Linked DNA regions of Sus scrofa: region 1 is linked to region 2. Evidence: chromatin contacts called from public promoter capture Hi-C data. All regions are on one chromosome and are shown on one strand. The core of a region is the stretch at or near the end of the contact, and the rest is flanking DNA. Distances in the headings are between cores, read along the strand shown. Region 1 overlaps SH2B3 (SH2B adapter protein 3). Region 2 holds the start of SH2B3 (SH2B adapter protein 3).

Region 1 (4,984 bases), core at 393-2,892, 41 kb after region 2:
GGGCAAGAAGGTCAGCAGCCACCTCTCCCTCCCATCACTTTAAAACCCACACTCCTGGATGTTTTCAGAGATGGTAAAGCAGATCCAACCCTGATCTGCATTGGGGTCACCTGTCTTTCCTTCACTGTCCACATATCAAGTAGGTCTCTGTGAATAAGGAATGCTAAAAGCAAAATGTGAGCCAGGAGTAAGCACTATTTTGGATTTCTCAAAGAAAGTCAATGCTGACTTATCACTGGTATAGTTTTTCCCCTTGTCTGCACAGGCAAAGGGCGAGGTAGACAATGAATCAAATAAGTAAGTTCCCTCCCTCCCCTCAGAAGGGTAAACAAACATCTGGGATATGACCTCCTCAAGCCACAGCGGCACTCACTTCTTAGCCTCTTGTCATCGAGTTCTCAGGTAGTGCGGAGAGGCAAGCCAGGCACAGCAAGCAAGCACCTCTGTCCTACTGGCTACAAAGTGCAAGCTCAAACTCTGTGACCGAGTCAACAACTTCCAGATTGCTTCAGTGTAAAATGTTCACAGAGAAGAAAAACATTTCTAAATGTGTTTGAGTTACCAGGACAGCTCAAATACCTTCTGACAAAAAGCTCCCTCATGGCCTGGGAAGAAGTGACACTAAGCCAATGCCTTCTGCTAGAGCAGAGCTGGAGGTGGGGGGAGCAATGGGTTCCTAGGCTTGATATCCTCACAGGCAGTGAGGCAGCTACCCTGATGGCTGCAATCAGCCCACCACAGTCATAGCACATTCCCCCACCCTCCTTCCAGTCCCAGTGTGACCACTGCTGGCAGCAAGAAGCCAAGCCAGCAGCCTCCACTGAGAGCCCAGGCTCTGAGTGCCAAAGGACAGTAAGCCCTCTGGTTATCTCTAGTTACAGACAAGGACAGCTTTGACTGCTCCCATCATCATCCCTTCCTTCATCCGACTTTAATGAACTTTTACAAACTAACAGTCACCAGCACCAAAGAATTAAGTCAACTAACCTGCCTTGAATTTTAGACCAGCAATCCATATGGCTTTATCTGGTATAAATCTTCTGCCTTTGATCATTTCTGGACCGTGTAGGAAAAAGGAATAGCAATTATTAAAATCTTAAGCCAGAGAACACTATTTTTACATAACAGTTTCTTAACCTAAAATCAAGGCCTTGAGAACCCTTCCCTAAGGGTTGCCTGTGATTCCTTCATGCTACTGTTGAGGGCTAAGTCTCTTATTGCAAATGTGAGCGCTAATATCTCCCACAGGCTAGAGGAACTTGATAGTTTATTATCCACTGCCTCTTAACAAGGACACATCTGACATCCAGTGTTTAGCTGGAATAAGCAGCATATTGTAATGACAAAACAGAAAATGGATTCATCTTATAGGCAGAAGGTATTTGGCAAATTTTTATGTATTGTATATGTACTGTATAAGTAACTTATTCTTGAAGAATGCAAATTTTGCTATAATGTACAAACTGCTACATGTGAATTAAAAGGAAATTTTCAGAATCCTGACTTGTTGCCACAGTATTTAAAGTCTCTATAATAACTATGCTCTCTGCAAAGTACTTGGTTTTCCCTGTTTGTCCCCTTCCTAGCTTTGTACATGGCTACATATTTTCAGCCCTCTATACTTATTACAATTTGTGTGTGTGTCTGTCTCCTGCCCCCTACTGGTAAAACAGACTGATGCCTGAATTAGGACAACTTCTAGCACTCATTTGGTTCAGGAGATATTAAAAAGAAAGCTTACAGAATCAGTGGCAGGCTGAGGACGTGGAATTTCAGTGCTGCCCAACTCTGGCCAGCCTTTCTCCTTCTGAAGCAGACCTCTATCCACCAACAGAATATCTCAGTCTTGTCTTTTTCTAGAGATACCTTGAACCAGAACTAAAGGTGAAGAAGAAAAATCATTTGACAGCCAACCTTCCAGGGTATTAAGAAGCAGAGTCAGCCCTTCTGCTCAGATACTCAGTATCCTATAATGGAAAGAGCTCATACAAACACACATTAACTTGGTATCAGTTTTTAAAACTTTTTTTATTTTTTAATTTTTTTTAAAGTTTTTATTTTATATTATCTACAAAGTAAAAGTTTTCCTTTAACTTAAAAGTTGAACCACTGTAGACAGTGATCACTTCATCAAACTTGATTTATAAATAATAATCCGTCAGTTTGACGGTAAGAATTTACTGAACCTTTGTCAAGTTTAGTAAAAGGGCGTTCCAAGTCTTGATTTTTTTTTTTTTTTAAAGCGGTAATAGCAGCAAGAATCACTCTTGTTACTTCTTTTGCTAGCTGATGTGTTCATGACTTTCACGGGTCATTAAAAATAAATAACTTCCAGTTTCAGCAAGCAGAGCTGGGGTACTTGCGGGACTCAGAAACAGCGTATGGAATTATGGAACAGCCCACAAGTTCCTAAATACCTCTACTCGGTCCAAATATCTTCCACTGCAAGTGAACTGTTAGCATTCCTATTGGATGTTACAAGAAATCAACATATAATTTTTTAAAAAGAAAATAAATGAAATTCTAGTTTTCTGTGCTTCCAGTTGGTAGAAGCAGTAGAAGGGAGGAGGGAATTTGGCCTTTCGGTTCCTCCAGGGCAGCCTTACAACTGCTGTTGGTGGTGGGCTTGTACTGTAAAAAAGAAAAGTGAATATTTAAACAGAAAACTGGCAACACCACACATTAAGCCTAGTGAATCTGCAGCACATGACTGTTAACTATCCTTGTGCTAGCTGAATAAGACTCAAAAAATGCAATTCTCTTTACCACCCCCCCACCCCCACATCTGTACCAAAGGGGGAGAGGTAGGTGGGTGGGTAGAAACAAACCAGTCAGACATAAACCACTTCAGATAAAACTCCCAGAAGAGTTGTTGCTCACGGGGTACAAAAAAAGGCCTTAACATACCCCCTCCCCAAAAATAGCCAAGCACCAGTAATTGCTTTCAGAATAACAGGTTAGACTGAAATATCGCCATGGCAGCCATCAAGTATTAGAGCACAATCACGGGCATTCTCTCCCTAGCAGGGAATAGACTGGAGCTAATACTATACTCAAAACCAATCCATACACAGCACTTTCTCATCAGTAGTTGTCTCCAGAGCTACAATCAAACTCTGCCATGGTGGTAACCCCCCACATGTCAGACTGTTGGGACTCAGGAAGGAAAACACTGCCCTGTCCATCCTATGATAACAAGGAAGGCCAACTGAGTCCTAAGCATGCATCAGCTACACAGAATGCTGCTGCTGCTGCTTCTCATCAAGCCAAATCCTGTATACCATCAGAACACACACAGACTGGGCTCTCGGAAGCCTCACACCTGATACTGAGCTGATCATCACAGTCCCTACTGTGCACACTGACGGGTCTTGCTAGTTCTCAGATGCGGGGCTTGAAGCGCTGGCCCTGCCTGCCATTTGACCTGTGCGAGCAGAATGCTTTGGGGTGCCCGGCGGCCCCTGCACACACACGCCTCACCTGAAGGGTGCGTCATATAAGGGAAATGCGCTGTTGTCGAGACTGGAATGGGCTGTAGTGCACTTTGAGCGAGGGCGGCCTGGGGACCGCCGGGTGGCTGTGTCGTCATTAGCATCATTGGCGCATGGGCAGTTGGATGAGAAGGAACCATTCCTGACTGTACATGAGCCTGAAACAGAGAGCTCTTTTACGCATACAGGCAACATCTCCAGCTTAAACAACATGTCAACTGAGTTCCTTTCAGTGGGCTAGGGCTCTCAGGAAAGGGCAACAGTGGTTCAGCCCTCAGGGCCCTTTTTTTCCTCTGGGGACATTCCCTAGTGGATCATCAACTGACCTAAAGACATGTTTCACCCTTTGGCAGAGCCTGCAAGGCTGAGGGAGCAGGCACCCCAGGAGCCTGGGTAAAAGTCAGGGCTGCAATGTCCTAGCCTTCAACATTTCTGATGACTGGACTCTAGGTATGGGGCAAGGTCTTCACGAAGATAAGACCCCGATCCAAGGGCAGCTTTCTCAACTCAGTAGAAGGTTAGATGCAATGATGCTTTAGAATCTGGCTTCCAGGTGGGGCCTGAAATACTTTTACAGGTAACATCCCTTTCATGTAAGGAAGCAGATTATTATATAACAAATGGGCTGTTATCTTCTGTTCTCTTTGTTGGCTCCTCCCCTTCTGCTTCTTGACTGCTCACCAGCACACCTCAGTGAAGAATGAGTCGGCAGTGAGAAAGAGAACCTCAGGCCCCTTGACTCTGCTGAAAGATATGCTGCTAAAGCAGCAGGGGTTGCAGTTAAAGGCTCCCGTGAGGTGGGGAGGGGTGATCTGAAATTATCTGGGCCAGCCCAGTGTCCCTGTACCAAGTGATAGTGAGTTCAGCCTGGTCTCACTGTCAAGATGGAAAGGTTTTTAGTCAGCCCAAACAGCTGGATCCCAGCTCTGCAGGGATTTGGCAGAACCAGGAAAAGCCCTCGTTTCCTGCCTCCCATACTGTGCACTGTTCTAGACCACGGTAAGCCTTAAATGAAATGCTGTTCTAACTCTTCAAATGGACCCAGGACATGCCTGGGCTTCCCTGTAAATGTTAACCTTTTTGCTCTTTCAGCACAAAAACACAAAAGTGAGGTTTTAGGAACCCCAGCTTACATGTAAATTCACATAACTACTTAGCCACCAGCCTCTGCTAGCCATCGACAGGCCCCCAGGTCTCATGAAGCTCCTGATTCAGCCAAACCATGCTGGCCCACACCTGACTAAACTGGCTCCCTCCCCACCATCAAAAGCAAATCATCCACTGCAGTCCACACTATAGACCCTACACATTTGCTGGGGAGGACGCCCCCAACTTCCCAGAGCTGTGGGATTCTAGTTACAAGGTCGCCTTCTGAGATTTAGCTCCAACTGAGCAACATCTTCAGCCCCCACCATGCCAGAGCCTCAGTGGTGCATTGCTTGACAGGAAACAGAGTTCAGTGAGGCAGTCTAGCTTAGACCCGCCTAAGAGAG
Region 2 (4,963 bases), core at 596-3,095:
AAAACCCTCCATGGCTCTCTATTGCTCCCAAGATAATTCCTACACTTGCCACCAGGACCTTCAAGTCTTCATATGATGGGCCTGCCTTCATCTCTTCCCATCTATTAGCCTAGGTATCACCACCGCTTTCTTGACTTGCCTTGAATGCAGCAAGTTTATTCCCACCTCAGGACCGTTGCACTTGCTATTCCTTATTATACCTGGATCCTTCTTGCTGTGGGGTAGATGGGAGGGGTGATCTCATCTCAAATATTAGATCCTCAGAGAGGCCCTCTGAGCCTCCAGTCTAAGCTTGAGAAGCACTCTCCGTCTTGTAACTGTTTTGTCATCTTCATAATACAGTATCCCATTAATTAATTAATGTTCAGTGTCCCCTCACCAGAATGTCAGCTGAGGACAAGGGATGCCCCCAAGTGTGGGGATATTTGTCTTGTCTTGTTCACTGCTGTGTCCCCAGCACCTAGAACAATGCCTGACACACAGTAGGTATTGAATACATATTTGTGGAAAGCACGTGATTGTGGCCAGTTTCTTCAAGGTTATTGAACTCCAAGGAACCTACAGCAGACGGGCCCCCTTCCGCTATCTGGGTGAAATCTGGAAATCCCCACCTTCTGGGGGAATCCCTTCCTGTAGCTCCAATGGCAGGACTCAGGCCTGATTGTTTAACAAACACTCAAGCAGCAGTGTTTTCCCTTGGGCAGAGCCCTTTGCTAACCGCTCTTTAATGCATTAACTCATTTAATCCTCACAACCCTGTGAAAAGGTGTTATTTCCATTTCACAGATGCGGAAATGGAGGTATGGAGAAGTCAAGTCATTTGCCCAAGGCCAGAAAGAGGGGGAGGCAGTGGAATGGAAGAGTATGCTGTCTGGAAAGGGGTGATGTGGCCCCCCGCAAGCTGGGGGTGTGAGCAACTTGTTTCCTGTTGTGGGAGGGAGAGAAGAGCAGACATTCCTCTCTCTCCTCCCTCTCATGAGCTGGGGGAAGGGCTGGCTGTGTGTATGCTCCACCTCAGGCTAATTGGGGACCCCACTGTGAACCTCACCCCACATAAGGCTCATAGATAAAATGAAAGTAGCCCGGAGGAGACCAGAGGAGGAGGCCCAGAGGGCATGGGAGCAAGCGGTCTAGGAGGGCTTCCTGGTGAATGATGCGCTCCTGGAGTTAGGGGACAGATGAGGGCATAGAGGCCAGTCTATAGAGGCAAGGGCTGAGACAAGAGAAAAGCTGAGGGTGGGGACAGAACCCAACTGGGGGCGCTATGGGGGTCGGCTCAGTAGAGTCAATAGTCTGGGCCGGGCGGGGTTGGGATCCTTCCCCGGGTGATGATGAAAGCTGCGGTCGCTATTGCACTGACCGGCCCGGCGCTTGCAGATAAGGCCCTGCAGGAGGGAGTCGGCAGGGTCGCGCCCCCCGTAAGTCTGGCGCTTCGGCCCGGCCCCGCCCTTAGACTCCGCCTTTCCTTCATCTGGCCCCGCCCCCGCAGAGCGGAGGCACCCGGTGGTCGCTGGAGCTAGGTGGGTGGGCCCAAGGTTGTCCCGCCTCTCCTGCCTTTCGTTCCCTTCTTTAGGCTGCGCGATGCAAAATCGGGTGGGCGAGCTATGGGCGTGACAAAGGCCACGCCCTCTCTCCGGATTCGCGTTTGAGACCCCAGGACCTGGTCAACCGCGGAGCAGGGATGATGGGCGGGGTAAGAGCAGGCCCCGCCCCCCGGGGGCCTGCTCCCCTCTAGCGGTCCGGCTCGCGGGCAGACTGGGGCGGGGCCTCGTGTGGCCCGGCCCTGCCATGGCCCCGCCCCTGCCGTGGCCGCCCTCCCCCGCCGGGCTCTGCTCTCACAGCCGGTTCCTCTTTACATAACGGCGCGGGGCGGCATGGGCTCGGGCCACTGCCTCCGCCCGGCCGCCCGCCCGGACTGTCGCGGCTCGCCGTGGCGACGGCGGCGGCAGCAAAGTTTCCCCGGTGGCGGCCGGGAGGCGCATCCTCCCGCAACTGTCAAGCGCTGGCGGCGGAAATGATGAGGCGCTGGCCATTTTCCGAGCCTGGGTTTCCTGCCTGAGCCCCGCTCGAGCGAGCCGCGAGCCAGGAGCCGGCGCGCGGGAGAGAAGGCGCCCGGGGCTGGGGCCCGCCTGCCCCCTCGGGATTTCGGGGGCCCAGGGGCGCGCGACGCCATGGGCCGGCCGGGCCCGGACCCCCTCTCTCTCAGGTAAGCCTGTCTTTCCCAGCGCTGCCTTCCTCTGGGTCTGGGAGAGCTTTAATGGGGGGAAGAGGAGGGCCCGGGTCCCGTTCTACACAGTGTCTGCGCACTCCCACAGCAACCTAAATATTGTCCTGCAGCTAACTCAGATGAGAGTGTTCTGAGGTGACCGATTCCCAGCTCCTGCGACACCCTCCCAGCCGACACCCCACCCACACACGTGCTGGGGATGTATGGGGGTATAAGTGAAGGTCGTGCGGGAGGCGCTGCCAGAGGATATGGCTAACAGTCCCAGTCCACCTCTTAAGGTAGCTCAGCCAGTCAACTGTGCCTGGTGAGGAGGGGTCAGGGGTCACCTGCTTGGTACCTTGAAAGCGAAAGTAGTAAACCTGAACTCTTGAGAAGGGAAGAGTCATTCGGGAGTTAGACTCAGGCCCCTCCCCACTCTCCCTGGCCAGGCCCATGTGGCTAAGAGGGTAGCCCTCCCCTCCCATTCCAGGACTTGCTCTCCCCATTCCCTGCATCCGGGAGGTAGAATGGCCCATGTAACCCTATGCTGCTGCATTTGAGGGTTCAAAAGGGTTAGGGCTCTCAGAGCTCAGGTCTCTGGGTTGGTACCCTCCCACCCTGGACCTGGGGCTCCAGGGGAATCCTCCCACCAAAAACAATGGGACACAGGTCATTGGCCTTATAGGTCAGCAGGGCTGGGAGGGTATTTCAGAGGCCCCTAATAATGCCTGGTGCAGAAATCCTCCCCCTTCCCTCATTCTGTTCCTGGGACTTTTGGGGCAAAAGGGACTGCATTTGAGGAACTGGGGAGGGGGCCCTGCCTGCCAGTCCACTTTTTTTCTTTAGTTTCCTCATTCTCCTGTTTCTCTTCCCTATTCCTGGGCCACAATGATGTAGGTGAGGAGGTCATTGCCTGCAGCTGGGGGCCTCCAGGGAGGGGAATGGCCAGGCCAAACTGAGTGGGAGGAAGTGAAATTGGGCTGCAGGCAGGGGTTTTGGAACAGAGGGCCTGGCAAAGCCATTTCTGAAGGGCCTGGGTCCAGCTTTGGGAGCTGGAGGGGCAGAGATCTGACTGCCACCCCCTCACCTGGGAGATGAGCATCCCCTGACACCTACCAGCTGCCAGGCTCAGCTGGGACAGTCAGCCCATCCTGGGTCCCCATTTACAGTCCATCTCCCGGGCCCCTGCCAGGGCGGTGAACGCATGGGTCTTTAGGGCTGTGGGTGCGAGTTGTGTCTGGATTTCCCATCACCGACCTGGCTGCCAGAATGGAAACAGCTCTGGAGGCTCACTTGGGCCAGTGGGGGCCGGAGACCCAGCCCTAGTTGGGGGAGAGCAGGCTGAGGCCGCCTGGTCAGGCTGGGGTCAGCAGATGAGAGGCCAGGGCCCACTGGGGAAGTTGGAAGGGTTTTTAATGTAGTTTTTTTCGGAGCCTTTTCCCACCACCCCCCCTCTGGGAGGGAAAATCCTTCTGAGCCAAAGGGTGAAATTCCTAGAACTTGTGTGGGTCCCTGTGGGCCACAGAGGCAGCCGGCTGGGAAGGGGTTGGACTAAAGTATCGGTTGCTGGCGTCTGAGGACCTTCAGGGGCTGAGCAGCGGCAGAGGTGGGTCCTGGAAGATTAGGTTCAGTTTCCCCACCGCCTTTTTCTAGCTGAGGGCACAGGCAAGTGACACGGTGAACCTCAGTTTCCCCCTATGTGAAATGGGGTAATAAGTTTGTGGCAGGAATGTAATGTGCCTGGCATTGAAAGGGATCAAGTACAGGTGGCAGTGCTGGTGGTGGATTTCATCCCTACCATCGTTAGTGCTATTGTTACCGGCTGAGGAGCCTTGGTTCCTCAGCATCCCTTGATAATTCATCAGCCTCCCTTGAGTGCCTCCCGCAGGTGCAGCTCTGGGTTTTCCTGAGTCTTGGAGAGAATTCTGGAGGCTATAGCTATGAGGCCTTGCTTAACCATCACAGCCTTGCTTTCTTCATCTGTCAAATGGGTGTGGTAATAGGACCTACTTCTTAGGGTCATTGGGACCATACATTAGTAACTCCACAAACTGTTTAGAATGACTTGGTCAGAAGAAGGAATGGTCATAAGGGTGAGATTGTTATTATCTTTGTTGTGGATATTAGCTCTGCTTGTTTTTCTTAGGGATTCCCCTCCCCCCAACCCCCATTCTTCTGAACCCTGGGCTCATCTTTCTCCAACAAACAGACCTTTCTGGTACAAATCTAGATCCTGTAGAACAGCTCCTAATGTGGTGGCAGCCTAAGCCCAAGTGCTGGGTAGCCCTGCAGCTGTTCAGCCTACAGGAGTTCCTGCATGTCCTGTCTGGTTGTGCCACCCCAGGTGGAGCCTCCCTGAGGGCAGAGGGGCTAGAGGCACTTGGAAGGACCTTCCAGCTACCAGTCCCAGTGTGACCCACTCTGTGTTGGGGAGACAGGGCACATAGAGCACTCAGTGATGGCTGCGGCACTCAATTAGGAATAGTGTCGTTGTTGTTATTATTATTAAAATGAGAAGCCTTTCCTGTTCAGTTCACACTTAGCATAGGCTTTGGAGCCAAATCTGAGCTTTGCTGGCTTCTAGATGTGAGGCCCTGGGCAAGTTACCTAACCTCTCTGTGTCATACCTGCCCAATAGGGGCCAAGAATCCCAGCTTCTCCAGCATATATGAGCCTGTATGTGAGTTCATATGTGAAGTGTATGAGCCTGGCTCAGAGTAGGGGCTTGAACTGTTGGGTATAATTGCTATGGCTGAG

What was found. Promoter capture Hi-C pulls out the DNA fragments that hold promoters and counts their contacts.
Region 1: a contact with region 2 is called in a promoter capture Hi-C map of fetal liver, with 2.7 times the contacts expected there. The contact joins the enhancer-like site here to the promoter of SH2B3 in region 2. A contact is called at or near these places in 4 of 5 promoter capture datasets (fetal liver, fetal skeletal muscle and liver), 35 of 47 Hi-C or Micro-C datasets (adipose tissue, alveolar macrophages, blood and 16 more) and 2 of 2 datasets of contacts at active chromatin or transcription factors (alveolar macrophages and skeletal muscle).

Annotation. Positions count from the first base shown.
Region 1 is chr14:32,663,104-32,668,087 of Sscrofa11.1, forward strand. SH2B3 (SH2B adapter protein 3) reads left to right here. Exons shown (of 8, transcript XM_001929523.5): 8 at 1-1,503. ATXN2 (ataxin-2) reads right to left here. Exons shown (of 27, transcript XR_002338543.1): 24 at 1,742-1,878; 25 at 988-1,056. Among named protein-coding and RNA genes, the nearest start is that of SH2B3, 42 kb to the left of the region's middle. Within about 2 kb of position 1,643, at least 4 of the 83 cell types and tissues checked have an H3K27ac peak or open chromatin away from gene starts, as enhancers often do. A contact at or near this core is called in fetal liver, where this site is marked.
Region 2 is chr14:32,621,441-32,626,403 of Sscrofa11.1, forward strand. It overlaps SH2B3 (SH2B adapter protein 3), which reads left to right and starts at 1,846. Exons shown (of 8, transcript XM_001929523.5): 1 at 1,846-2,206.